Linked DNA regions of Bombyx mori: region 2 is linked to region 1. A link is a contact called in public Hi-C data. All regions are on one chromosome and are shown on one strand. Each heading gives the region's core, a stretch centred on a gene start, on an enhancer-like site or on the middle of the called end of the contact. The rest is flanking DNA. Distances are from core to core; before and after follow the strand shown.

Region 1 (7,374 bases), core at 1,345-3,844:
CGTTGCCAGCTTCTGCCGTGACAGCTCTAGCTTGTATAACTGTACTGCCAACACTAGGAAAAACATTTTCATTGTTGCCGTCATCTTTGTGTGTTGAACTGCCATCAACGTTGGATAGGTAATTTTTATTTTCCTCTATATCATCTTGTACTACAGTGATACCAACACCAATAGTAGGAATATAATTCTCGTCAGCTGACTTATCATCTCTAGTGATCCTATTGATGTAATCATTCCAGAAATTACCACCGGCGTCCGATATTAATGGAGAATCGATTTGATTGATTTCTCTCTTCCCAATATCAATTTGTTTTGTCATTTCGTCGTTCGATGCACCTAATTTGTGTTTTGTTTTAAATAAACCTTTGATTCCCTTATGTTTTTTTCCATTTCTTTTCTTTATATTCCAATTAACGGAGTTATAATTTTCTGTTATCGTATCGAGGCTATTCGAAGTGAAGTCATTAGAATCATCAACACTCGTTTTAGCATCGTTACAAATTATATTAACGCTTATATTTTCAACGGAATAACTTTCATTTTTACAATCAGACCTCTTCTCGAAGGACTTACTAGATATACAATTGGCGACCGCATCGAAGAGTCGTTTGCTTCCCTTGATAAGCTTCTCATTGTAACACGTCGCAGTTTTACAGGCCACATTCACATCTCTCGCTAATTGTTCTAATTTCTTAACAAAGATCACCCCTGGGTCTTTACTTTTCAAAGTATCACTTCTCACCAGGTCTCTCTTGTCTATAATGCCCATTGCATCACATGTGCGCCCTTGGCACTTACCTTTGACCCTCTTGTAATAATCATGCAAGTCCTTATCAATATTGTGAACGGAATCTTTCAATTTTTTTCCGCCGCTTGGATTCATCCAGAAATACGTTTGGATTTCAGTGCAATGCTCGCGCATGTACCTGCCCAGGTTGTCAAATTCAAACAGTAGCTCTTTTATGACGGCGTCGCTAGCCGCGCACGCCCTGCACATAGTTTTGTTGGCTTTACATTTACAATTGCACACTCGGTCGTATCCAAAATACTTTTTGATTGCTTTCCAATTAATACTTCGTTTCTTACGATGTTTTGTAGCATTTTTGTCTTTTGTGGCCGTTGTTAGATTATTGTACAGCTGCATCAGTTGCTTATTGATTGCGGAAATTAAATCTTTACTCAAAGTCACCTTTGATATGGCGTTGGGCGGTGCGCTGGTGGCAGTTTCGACCGTGACATTCGGACGTTTAACGTTTTTATCCGAGCTAGCTGCGACCGGTTTCAGAGCGAAACTTTCTGGATAAGAACTATCAACTAGCAGATAAACGCCTGGCAATAAACTCGGGTGCTCTTCAACTGTTTTAGAAGTCACATCGTTCGTATCAAACGAATTAACTTGATACACAACGTCGACCGGGGTCAGCATTCTGGCCGAAAAGACCTTCCTGACTTTATTCGGTTCTAACGACCTCTTTTTGTCACTAATAAAAGCTCCCGGAACTCCAATGTGTACTTGAATGGAATTACTCAAATTGACAGGATATTTCGAAGCGACATCGTCCAGGTCTGGTTGCGTGGTGTGTTTGTCTTCAGTGTTCTTTATCAGATCGATGATCACCTCTATGGCCGCTACATCTCTAGCTGTGAATGTCTGATTTTTCGCATCGCGTTTGTGTCTATCAGCAAGCTTTACGTCAAACTCTTCTATTGGCATAACACTTGTTTCAATGACTGAAATAAAATGGGTAAAAGCAAAGGTTTTAAACACACTTCATGTCGCCCCGTGTATGTCTTTTATTGCCTTGGATTATATAACTCATTTATTGATGAGTGGTCAACGTTGCTATGGACATCAGCAAGCGTAACAAACACAGCCAAATCTCTACCTAAGGCTGAGAGTTATTTTCAAAACTCGTTTGAAACACTGTGCCGATATGAGGTGCGATTTGTAAAAATAGAATGAAGGGATCTCAGAATATTTCTTAGAGCACCCTTAAAGACATGAAACACAAAAAGCTCTAGTCCTTCCGCACCTGGCTACAGAGTTTTGAAACTGAGATTTCAGAGTGACCTGGATTTTGGAACTAGTTTGAAATGTTCAATAATGTTGATTAAGTACTTTTGGACGTATCGCCAACCTTGGAGATAACCGAGAAATTCTTAGGAAACGTACTAAGGTCCTGAAGTTTAGAACTAAAAACAGTCGATTGGCAAAAGACATGGAAGACTAAAACTAGTCCACAAAGACTCGTCACAGGCACTAGACCTAGGTAAGGTACGTACCATCGTTAGTAAATCCTTCGGTATTTCCCCTCACGCGACTCCTTTTAGGAAGACTGAAAACTTTTAATGAATTAGTATTAAATTCTACATTACCATGTGAACGAAACAAATTGACATTAATTTCTGAGATATTCGTTCTACACAATATTATGATCGCAAGTTTGTAACAGTCTATCCTGTTTTTTATAGACAATAGAAACGAATCAGCATTATTTTTACATAGAATAAATCAAACCCATTGCCTTATTTTACAATTAAAAGTTTAACGCGAGCGAAAACATTGGGGAGTCGCTACTTTGATCAATGTTGTAGAAAAAAAAATGGCGACTTACTCACTGTTGTCATCGCTATTTTGTTCCTCTTCCTCAATCTCGGTGCAGTAGGTTACTTCCGAGATAGGATTGACTGAAATCAATAGTACCATGTATCAATACGTTATTATTTACTAGAGTCCTGTGTCTCACGGAGTGGAATTATGTACGGGAATATTTATATTTTTTCTCCTACCTACGCCGAAAGTTCGGTTTTCGTCCCTGGGTACTGACAAGTGCGCATGCGCGTTAGTGTCTACGTCTGCTCTCACGCACCTAAAATTCTCCGCCATTGTTGTGCTCGGGTAATTTGCAATATTGTGTTTAGTGTAAACGTGAAATAAACAAAAAGCAATAAAATTTAATGGTGAAGTAATAAACAAAGATGAGTTCATCAGACAGTTCCGGCTTTTGTAAACAGGCGAGAATATGGCACGTCTGATGGTTATTAATAAAATTACTGTCACTCATGGAACTCAGCCAAACCAAGGATGCAGCGAAATGGCTGAGTACTCACCGCAAGCCTTGTTTGAACAAGGATATATCATAGGGCTCGCGGAACACTGTTAAGGGGATTTGAAGAAGATAAGACAGGTATTCATTAAAATTTACTTTTCTGTTAATAATGATGGCCACGTCTGTCCCAGGGCATATGAGTTGTGAAGGGATAGTAGATACGAGAAAAACTTTTCACGGCCAAAAAAAACAAAGCTTAAAGAGGGATAAATAAGTATGCATCTTGGCACACAAGTTGCATTTTGATTTTAAATAAAAGTCGACAGTTGATCTGTGAGACACTACAATTAACGTCTTCAGTTCTATTGGCTTTGTGGACTCTCGTGATAAATTCCAATCATTTGCAAATATGTGCCGTTTATTTCTAAATTTGTACAGTAGGAGAATAAACTATACATACCATAGAAATAGTTGTGTGCGCAATTACTAACTTAATACTAACTAACTACCATGTACTAAATCTCGAGTTGTCATATGAACCTGCACTTATTTCTCCTTTCCCCTTCTGGTTCTTCTTCGGCCGATGATAGATGATATCGTATTTATAGCTGTGGCTACTAATCCGTACTCTTTTCGGGTCATTGCCCAGTTTAATGGGCAGCTTCTGAAATAGTTCTTCAGAAGCCATAATTGTTTTAGTAGTGGCTTCTAGAACTCCAGCGGTATTCTCGATTTTATTGTTTTTAGGAAACAAACGATTGTACATTTGATTGTTGTGTAGTTTCTTAAAGAAGTCAAACTCTTTAGCTGCTTTCTCGATTTTGTTCAAATTCGACATTCCCGTCTTTGCGTTAATCTGTTCCGTAGTCGATTCTGCTTTGTCGAGCACTTGCGAATCGGCCGCGTCATGTTGAGCGGCTTTTTTGTCGTCAACATTAATTATCGTTATATCGAAATCCTTCTTTGACAAATCATCAGTTGCTGTGGTCCCTTTTGACCTATCGTTTCCGTTATCAAAATCCTCATCTACACTAGTTTGCCTTTTGTCCCTATACAATTCTGCATCGCCGTCATCAAATAAACCACTTTCTAAATAATCTAAATAATTGAAGACATTTTCTGGATCCATCTTTATATTATTGTCGTCGTTGATTTCTTGATTGATTGCTTTCATTCTCTTGGCCTTCTGTGTTTCAGCGTCGTCAGTGGGCAGGTCCGTTATGGGAGACGTTACAGATTCCACATCCAGACTGTTGTCCTTCAGGAATTTCTCGAAGTCATTCATCGTCATCGGAAGAGGTGTTGTAAAATACTGAACTGGTTGTCGGTTCGTCTTGGTGATGACCTTAAAACGGCAATGCGAGATTTATTTGCTAGTAAAACATGCGTACGATCATTACACCCAGAAGTAAGTTTTGCCAAGTTATTCCGATACCTTATGAGGTCATATCAGTCTTATGTTACCCTTTGCTTAAAATAAACGACACTTTTACTGGTTTTAAGACGGCTTATGACTCCGCACGAGTAAGTACCACCACTCTGCCTAGTTCTGCCGTGAAGCAGTAATGCGTTTCGGTTTGAATGCTGGAGCAGCCGTTGTACTGTAAAAACTGAGACTCTAGAAGACATGTCTCGAGGTGGGTGGCAGCATTTACGTTGAAGATGTCTATGGGCTCCCGTAATCACTTAATACCAGGTGGACTGTGATTTTATCCACACATATAAGCAATAAATAAATAAAAACATTTTTGTTGACATTTATACTTAGTTTCAAGAGAAAATAACAAATCCTTTTGCATGTTTCAATTTTATTTATTTATTGCGTAGATAGGTGAACGAACGGATAGTTCACCTGGTGATAAATGGAATACCATAGACATTGAAACGTGAATGTTACGACCTATTTAGAGACCTGATGTCGTAATCTCAATTCTATTGCATAAAATAACAAACCATTGTTTTTATGTTTTGCACGGGCCAATATGACTTCATATACTGCAGTACCCGTGCTTAGTTGGTAGAATATATTTATTGCAAGGTAGCCAGAGAATTGTGAAAAGGTATAAGGCAACCGATCATGAAGTCGAAAGGAGAATAATCTTTACACAAATCGAAAATAACATACATTTAAGCACAAACATATTTCGATTTTTTTTTGTTTACCCCCATGCTAGTGGACGGTCTGGTGTTCTAGAGCGTCCGTTGAGCCCATACTTAGTACAGTTCGGCTTTATTTGTGATACATTGCGCGGCACAATATATTTGGCGACGGCAATTATTTTATTTACCAGCAATCAAAACCAGTCAAATTTGTCTTCGTATAGAGAGTCAATTCCGTAGACCCGGTATTCTTATCATTTATAAAAATTAAAACGACCTACCGATGTAGCGTCCGGTTTCTTCGAATATATTCTGCTTCTTGGTGAATTCTTGGCTGCAATTCAATAACATTTGTTATTATCTCCATCACCCACGAGCGTAAGGTCTGTGAGACCTGGAGAATCTGGAAGACCGGAGACACAGACCAGACGCAGTATACCACTACGTCGTTACGGTATGTATTGTGAATTTGGTCTGACAGTCTGCGCAGTACGACTTTTAGCGTAAGTTTTTTTTATTACCCTTGTAGGCAGACGAGCATACGGCCTACCTGATGGAGAGTGGTTACAGTCGCCCATGGACCTCAGCAAGGCCAGGGGCAGAGCCAAGCTGCTGCCTACCGGTAGGCAGTAAATATGTGATAAATTGTATTTGAAGGGGACAGTGGCAAAGCACATTTTTTGCTAATTTTGAACCCTTGGATACATTGTCAGGATGGGTTGAGAATACCAGCTACGGTCGCAGCCCCATGCGCTGAAGCAATTCCAATGAACTCTAAGAGCAGCTAAGTAGCATAGTCCCTAATTATATATAATAGTTAACACGCCGTAGTTAACATGTCCTCATGACATCCACGGATTAGACGCGGCATACTTGATTTTAATTGGGTTATTTTGCTTATTGAAAGGCGACTGCATGCAGCAGAGATGCGAATGTTGCGATAGATGTGTGGAGTAATAAGAATGGATAGAATACGGAATGAATATGTTAGAGGAAGTCTAAAGTGGCACCTGAGACAGAGAAGTTGAGAAGTGCTCGTTTGGGATGGTATGGACATGGAATGAGACGAAATGACAATGAGGTTGGTAAGAGAGTTTTGACTGTGATTGTGGAAGGCTTTAGAGGAAGAGGTAGAGCTAAAAAAATGGATGGATTGCGTGAAAGACGATATGGGTAAGAGGGGAGTGAGCGAAGAAACAGTATATGATAGAGGAGTATATATGGAAGGAGAAAACATGTTGCACCGACCTCCCGTGACTGGGAGAAGGGCAGGAGAATGATGATGATAAATTTTAATCATTGAATTATTTTTTAAACTTAAGTCATCGCAGCTTAACGGACAAGACGCCCGGTGTACTCGTATCGAGAGATGCGTCTTTGCCGGCGTTCGAATCCCGCAGGCAAGTGCACAAGCCCGCGATAATTTATAAATTTTTGATGGGTAAAGCATGTTTTAAGCCCGCATGGTTCGGCCCCGACATCCTGCCTATCTCTGTCGTCAAGCAGTCATAGAAACAAAAACAAATCTGTCACCTGGTTGGTGGAACAAGTCCAATACAAAATGTGGTACAAATTTAAGAGGAAACATGCCCTCAAACTCACCGGTCTGCCTCAAGCTGTTGGTCAGGAAGCCAACGTCATCATCGTATGAGAGGAGGGTTGTGTCCACCAGGATAGCGGAGTCCCTGCTCGGGACGCTCTCTGTAAATGACGACACTCATCAGTTTGTCAATTTGTTTTTAATTGGCCTTACGACAAATAAATGTTACCTTATGTATGTGTCTCTACCTAATCATTGGTACCCTAAGGGGCTATTCAAACTTCACGCAGATGGGTAAGCTCACGGGCTCAGCGTGAGAGAATTGCTGACACTAGCCCTAGCCAACACAGTGCTTCGCTGAATTCACTACCGGATCAGAAACGCGATCCGCCGAGAAGATCCGGCGAGAAGCTCAGTGGGCTAGTTCAGTCTATGGGCTAGTTCGCACGTCAAACTCTTCGTCGGAGTCGACGAGTTCGACGAGGACGGTGATCGGTGCTTGAAGAGCCTAAAAGCAGAGAGAGAGTGGATCTGGGGGATCCAACAAAACATGTTTAGGGCGACGGCGGCTTTGCGTTGCCCCGTCGCCTGGGTCGAAGATATAGTTAGCGGTGGCCACGATAAAAGGGCTATCGTGTCGCGCCGTTTTTTTAAAGTAACGTTCTGATGCAACCTTACAGTACT
Region 2 (7,374 bases), core at 1,469-3,968, 290 kb after region 1:
AGCCTAATATTTATATGAGTGTTGGACTCCCTAGACCAGTTGCGGGGGCGTTAATGATGAGAATCTTTGCGGGGGTGAGAAATTTAATATTATTAATTTTAAACGCTCAACGAAGCGGACGGGTACAGCTAGTTTAATTTAAAATTAGAAAATATTATTACACAGTGTGTAATAAAACATTTTGTTAACACACAAAATTTATCGGCGTCGATTTGAATCGATTAGTTCGACCAAGTTGCCAATCTTATTAGTTACATATTATTCATTAAACCATTCAAGAATACAAATCCAATAATATAGAAAATTATATAGCCGCTATTGGCAGTGTCCACAGCCCGAACCACAAGCGCTTGGAGTTCCAAAGTCATTAGAACCGAAAGCCGATAAAAGTTTTTGACGGTTTATTAAAACCGACATAATTGGCCTCAATAGCTTTTTGCCTACCTGATCGTTGGTAGATTAAGGGGCTTTTTTTGGGACTGCAGACCCAAAAGGAATTTAGGGCCATACCCACTAAGTCACAGAGAAGGGGGGCTCAATACTACAACGATATCCCGCTGGATCAGAATCAGCCTGCAAGGTCGGAACGCGATACACTGCTGACTGAGCTATTCTTTAACAGTATGTCCAGTGATGGCAGTGACGACAGCATTGCGGATTGCAGAGGCGTCTTCCCTTCCTCCTGGTACCAGCGCGCTAGAGTCACGGTAGCTTTTGGCCCAGCCTCCACCGCATCAGATCGCCCCATAACCACCACCAAGGGAAAAATTCAAACTACACCCGGCTTGGTAAATGAGCTCACGCATCTTAACCTAAGAGGACTTGTTAATACAAGCCCTAGCAAGGGCAGTGCTTCGCTGAATCTAGCAAAGGATAAGAATCGTAGCCTAATGTGAAGATCCGGTGAGAAACTCAGTGGCCTGTGGGTGGGTTGCGACGGTTTAATCAACATTATTCGTCTTACATTTAAAACCGTACAATTTCGACTTACCCTCAATATTTTGAGCATGATATTTGTATCAGCTTCCACGTCTATTTCGTCGTAAGACATCACGAGGCCTCCGCACATTAATATCAATATTAAATTCGAAATAATTTTGTCCATGTTCGCAGACCTGGAATTTTTTTATTATATAGTATTTTGTCCTCTGTATACGCAAAGGTTAATCAGACAGTAGCTTTTTTAGGAGCCCATAGACATCTACAACGATGCGCCACCCACCTTGAGATATAAGTTCTAAGGTCTCAAGTATAGTTACAACGGCTGCTCCACCCTTCGAACCGAAACGCATTACTGCTTCACGGCAGAAATGAGCAGGGTGGTGGTACCTACCCGTGCGGACTCACAAGAGGTCCTACCACCAGTAATATTACACGATGCTATTCCTTCACCGCGGAGGTCAATTGCGAACATTGTTAACGTGTTTTTAAAATACTTCTTTTATTACTTAGGTCTGTTGGCTACTTAATAGTAACGGGAGCCCGTAGACATTAACAACCTAAATGATGTCATAGACATTGAGACATGAGTCCTAAGTAGGGTCTAAGGTACAACGGCTGCCCCACCCTTCAAAAGCATCACTGTTTTGAGGCAGAAACAGGCAGGGTGGTGGTACCTATCCAAGCGTACTAAGAAGCCGTCCTACCACCAGTAACTTTCGTCTGAACGTCGATACAGACAACAGTCTGCCAATTTTTGTATGTATTTTACAAATCAGTGATCTCTCGCACATAGAAATAACAAATCGAGCAATGAAAGGGTATTTAAATTAAGGTAAGGGACATTTATCTTAATAATTAAAGGTGCGTTTTATTTGGTATCAGCATCAACAGTTCGATATTTTTAATTGAACTTCAACTAAAGCTTAGATAGCTGAAGAAGGTTTTTTTTTTTTGTTATGATATTTTTTCCAAAATTATGAACTTTACAGGAGTCTCCTGTGAAGTTGTGAAAATGTCGCATAAACCAACCCTTTCACCCCTCTATATAATAAGTAACAATAACAATATCTTAACGCTGAGCCCGTTTGACTCACAGGGGTCCCAATTTTCACGTTATCAATTTTCGTATTTTACTATTCATTACACATCATGTAACTATACTGAGACCTTAGAACTCACATCTCAAGGTGGGTGACGCATTTACGTTGTAGATGTCTATGGGCTCCACTGACCAGGGCTGTGAGCTCGCCCACCCGTCTAAGCAATAAAAAAAAGCATCTTCATTGTCATGCCCTTCTCCCAGTCACCTGGGGTCGGCGCAACATGTTTTCTCCTTCCATTCTCCTCTATCATATACCATTTCTTCGCTCACTCCCCTCTTACCCATATCGTCTTTCTTATTATTGATTGAGCGACATCATATATATCATAGATCTTTCGCTCCCCACGACGGATGCCCAAGAGTCAGGTCGGGGTATTGAGGGGTGATTTCGCGAACTATACATAAAATCTATGAGTAAGTTTTAATTACAAACTAATATTGTCTAGTACAATATTTATTAGAAATTTTAGAACATAGTATTTCGTTTGTTTTTTTTTTAAACTAAATTAAAATTGACTCACCAGTGTGCGACGAACACAAAAAAATTAAAACACAAAAGTAGCGTTAGAAAAAAAAATATAAATAAAAAAAGTAATCACAATTGTTTAAAATCTAAACTAGGATTTTATGTACTTCTGCTTTCCGCCGAAGGCTCGACAATGCGAAATTTAACATGTCAGATCACTCTTTTATAAACGCGCGGATCATCAACCCGACCGGCATGCGAATTCGCAATACGACAGGTACCGTTTGCAGAACAAATCCGGAAAAACATTAGAGCGAATACGTTATTGAAGGCACTTTGACTATTTCATATGTTTCGTGATAGATAAAGTACAAAATTTGCGATTAACGAAGAATCATTGCAAAATTTATTTATTTATGGATTTATTGGGTTTAAGGTGAAGGGAAGATCTTCCAACGAGCGAGTGATATAGCTAGGTAGACGACGGTCCGAATGTTGTTCGGCACTTGTATATATGCAAGCTTATCTTGAAATTGTCGTAAGCGAGATTCAGGCATCTGTCAAATATCTTGTGTTGTATGATAGTTACCGCTACATTCTTTTTTTCATCTTCAGCCCCTTTGTTGCACTGTAATGTTCGATAATCCATTCTTCCTATTGATCCTCATTCTCATCAACATTCGCCTCAGCTCCCCAACTTCCTCATCTGTCCCCCGTGCCATACGTCTTCCGGTCTTCCTCAATGACTCCGTAATGTAATCCAGGGGGCTATTACTTTTTTTATTGCTTAGATGGGTAGACGAGCTCACAGCCCACCTGATGTTAAGTGGTTACTAGAGCCCATAGACATCTACGACGTAAATGCGCCACCCATCTTGAGATATAAGTTCTAAAGTCTCAGTATAGTTACAACGGCTGCCCCGCCCTTCAAACCGAAACACACTACTGCTTCACGGCAGAAATTGGCAGGGTGGTGGTACCTACCCGTCCGGACTCACAAGAGGTTCTACCACCAGTAAAAAAACTTACTAGCTATTTATTACTATATAGGCGTGAACATCTCCTGTTAAGGTTCAGTTTCGCGTTTTTTATTGTCACCACCTTTATTATTCCTGACGTATCAAACACTTAACAGCTACCGTGGTCACGAAAGACTAATTAGTCTTCCGTTAAAGACACTTTAATTAGCTAACCCATAGACACAGCCCACTGAGTTTCTCGCCGGATCTTTATTTATTTATTTACATAAGTACTGCCACATCACAAACATCTAACATTGAAAATAAATTTAAACTATTTAATTTATGGTTTGATGCATGTGACAACAATGATCTTCTCAGTGGGCCGCGTTTCCGATCCGGTGGTTGATTCTGCGAAGCACTATTCTTGCTAGGGTCAGTTTTAGCGTCACTCCGGTTTGAGCCCCGTGAGCTCACCTACTAGTTAAGGTTACGCTCTCAAGGCTATCAGCTTAGGTAGGTAAAAAAAAAAAAATAATTAGGTTTTTTTCTAATATAGCTTAAATGAGTTCACATAATCAACTTACCTATTAAGTATAGTAAAATAATAACTACGCAACTTGTGAAGGAAAAAAAAATTTATGTGAAATAAATTATTTGAAAAAAAAACTTGTTTTGTCGACAGTACCGATTCCGACTTTGGCTCGGTACGGGCAGATCCTTCACAAAATACTAATGCCCATCCCGGCTCGAGACCTTGAACACGGCCTCCCGGGCAGCACAATGCCAAGGACATTCTTGCACGTCAGATGATCACTAATAAAAAAAAATCGTCTGATAATAAATATGTAAATACATCACCGAAAAACATATGAGTGTGGAGTATCGAAAGTGTTGAATGGTGGAAACTAATTGCAACTTTTTAGCTTCAATCCAAATCTGTGGAAGGCTCACGAGCGCTCACGGATTGATTGTTGGTAAAGTATTGCGTAAAAACGAACCCTATGCTGCTAGAAGTGACTTCACTACGCATTGCCAATGTCAATAAGCTACAGCGATCACTTTTGATGTAACAGCTATCCTATCATTCAAACCGGAACACCCTTCGCGGCAGAAATTGGCAGATATCATAGAAGTTGTTCGTGACCACGCGCTAATTGCCAATTTCCTTACAATGCTTTTCTGCCGCACAGTTTCCCACGTCATTTCGGATCCTCCTGATCCACTAACGGTGCTTTTATGTACCCCAAGCACCGGTCATCGTCCTCGTCGAACCCGTCGCTTGCGACGAAGGGCTCGACGAGTAAATTCACCCTCAGGCACAGCCTACTGAGTTTCTCGTCGGATCTTCTCAGTGGGTCGCGTTTCCAATCCGGTGATAGATTCTGCGAAGCACGGCTCTTGCTAGGGTTCGTGTTAGCAACGTCGTCAGGTTTGAGCCCCGTGAGCTCACCTACTAGTTAAGGTTACGCTAAAATAGCCTCTCAAGGCTCTCAGCTAGGTAGAAAAAAAAATCCGCATTGCCAATGTCAATAAGCTACAGCGATCACTTTTGATGTAACAGCTATCCTATCATTCAGACCGGAACACCCTTCGCGGCAGAAACTGGCAAGATATCATAGAAGTTGTTCGTGAGCACGCGCTAGTTGCCAATTTACTTACAATGCTCATCTGCCGCACAGTTTCCCACGTAATTTAGGATCCTCCTGATCCACTAACGGTGCTTTTAGGTACCTCAAGCATCGGTCATCGTTCTCGTTAAACACTTCGCTTGCGACGAAGGGCTCGACGAGTAAATTCACCCTCAGGCACAGCCCACTGAGTTTCTCGCCGGATTTTCTCAGTGGGTCGCGTTTCCGATCCGGTGGTAGATTCTGCGAAGCACGGCTCTTGCTAGGGTTCGTGTTAGCAACGTCGTCAGGTTTGAGCCCCGTGAGCTCACCTACTAGTTAAGGTTCCGCTGATATAACCTCTCAAGGATATCAGCTTAGGTAGGAAAAAAAACAGTTTCAAAATAAGAGAACTTATGACTCATTGTCACTTACCACAGGACCATCGACCTTTTTTTTTTTTTTTTTTATTGCTTAGATGGGTGAACGAGCTCACAGCCCACCTGGTGTTAACTGGTGACTCCACACTATCCTTGTTCATTCAACTATGCTCACAGAATACATTTAACTGTTATTCCAAAGATACATATATTCCGTTCGTCGAAGCTAATGCGCGATATATCAAAATAATACAATTTATGGTAAAATTATGCATAAGCTTGTTGAAATATGTTTTCAACTAAAACTTATCTGAGCTTAATAAATTACGTGTTTTTAATTTTTGATTTGATTTAGTGCTTCGGTCCTTCACGGACTTCGCTCGGTCTATGTGGAGGATGTAAATGACCCTCCTCTAAGAAATGAACCTCCGAAAGCCGTCTTGCTTTTAAGAAAAAGACGTCCGGTGCACTTCTAAAAGCAATTCCAAGCCACATGAAGCATACCAAAGTTGTTGCGGGTCACGATGAGGTCTTAATGAGCACCGATAACCACTTATTTATTATTCAGAAGGGCCTTTTTTATTGCTTAGATGGATGGACGAGCCCACCTGGTGTTAAGTGGTTACTGGAGCCCATAGATATCTACAACATAAATACCGCCACCCACCTTGAGATATGAGTTATAAGGTCTCAATTATAGTTACAACGGCTGCCCGACCCTTCAAACCGAAACGCATTACTGCTTCACGGCAGAAATAGGCAGGGTGATGATACCTTTCCGTGCGGACTAACAAGAGGTCCTACCACCAGGTCATGAGGGCATCATATTATCAAAACTCATCATTGGTCGGTTATCAAATCGGTCTTATCATTGATTTTGTGCGTGTAAATCAATACAAACACTCCAAAACAACGGTTTGTTTCATTAAGTTTATGTCAAATGAGCAAAATAAGCACGAGATTGAGTCGTAAAGGATTGCGTCTTTCTGTTTTCATTCTCTTTTCGGGGCTAAGTGCTTGCATGTACCCAGAATTTGATGAATGAACGAATTAGAAGTCGCCGTGGCCTAAAGGATAAGACGTCCGGTGCATTCGTATGTAGCGATGCACCGGTGTTCGAATCCCGCAGGCGGGTACCAATTTTTCTAATGAAATACACGTACTTAAAAAATGTTCACGATTGACTTCGACGGTAAAGGAATAACATAGCTATAAAAATCAAACCCGCAAAATTATAGTTTGTGTAATTACTGGTGGTAGGACGTCTTGTGAGTCCGCACTGGAAGGTACCATCACCCTGCCTATTTCTGCCGTGAAACAGTAATGCGTTTCGGTTTGAAGGGTGGGGCAGCCGGTTTACTGTTAAAAGAGAGACCATACCACTCATGTCTCAAGGTGGGTGGGGCATTTACGTTGTAGATGTCTATGGGCTCCAGTAACCATTTAACACCAAGTAAGCCGTGAAACCGTCCATCCATATAAGCAAAAAAATAAAATAAAAAAAGAATTTAAGACAGCTCGCAATCCTCATACATAGCAAGGTGTGGAGAGCGTTGGTATGACCCAAATACACTGGTGTTCTCAAGCGACTATCCTGAACAAATAAGACAATAAAAAGACTATAACATCTACTCCAGACACGCAAAAAAAAACGGTCGTGAGGCTAATCCCTCCACACGTGAAGGCTTACAAGGAATCGGAGCATCTATAACAGTACTTTTGCTTCGACTATTCCAATTTCTGGGAACGTCTGTACGCGATAAACATCTCAGTGTAAGTTCAAAGATCGTTTTGGAAACAGGGCCGTATTCAATGCGTTATGTAAAATTAAATAAAGGCTCTTTTTTTTTGTTTGTTTCCGATGAGTATATGGACTGTGCTCACCTGTGATCATGGACGACGAGACGAGGGGCAT

Evidence for each region. Hi-C and Micro-C count contacts between places; a contact is called where the count stands out from the background.
Region 2: a Hi-C map of posterior silk gland shows a contact between it and region 1, with 1.8 times the contacts expected there. The contact joins the promoter of LOC101740538 here to the enhancer-like site in region 1. A contact is called at or near these places in 2 of 7 Hi-C or Micro-C datasets (middle silk gland and posterior silk gland).

Annotation. Positions count from the first base shown.
Region 1 is chr2:577,052-584,425 of ASM3026992v2, forward strand. It overlaps LOC101741243, which reads right to left. Exons shown (of 13, transcript XM_038017314.2): 6 at 6,753-6,851; 7 at 5,432-5,484; 8 at 3,591-4,395; 9 at 2,616-2,688; 10 at 2,284-2,336; 11 at 1-1,731. Among protein-coding and RNA genes, the nearest start is that of LOC101741243, 11 kb to the right of the region's middle. Within about 2 kb of position 2,595, at least 1 of the 8 cell types and tissues checked has open chromatin away from gene starts, as enhancers often do.
Region 2 is chr2:864,341-871,714 of ASM3026992v2, forward strand. LOC101740538 reads right to left here and starts at 2,719. Exons shown (of 5, transcript XM_004924941.5): 1 at 2,566-2,719; 2 at 992-1,115. The coding sequence starts at 1,105.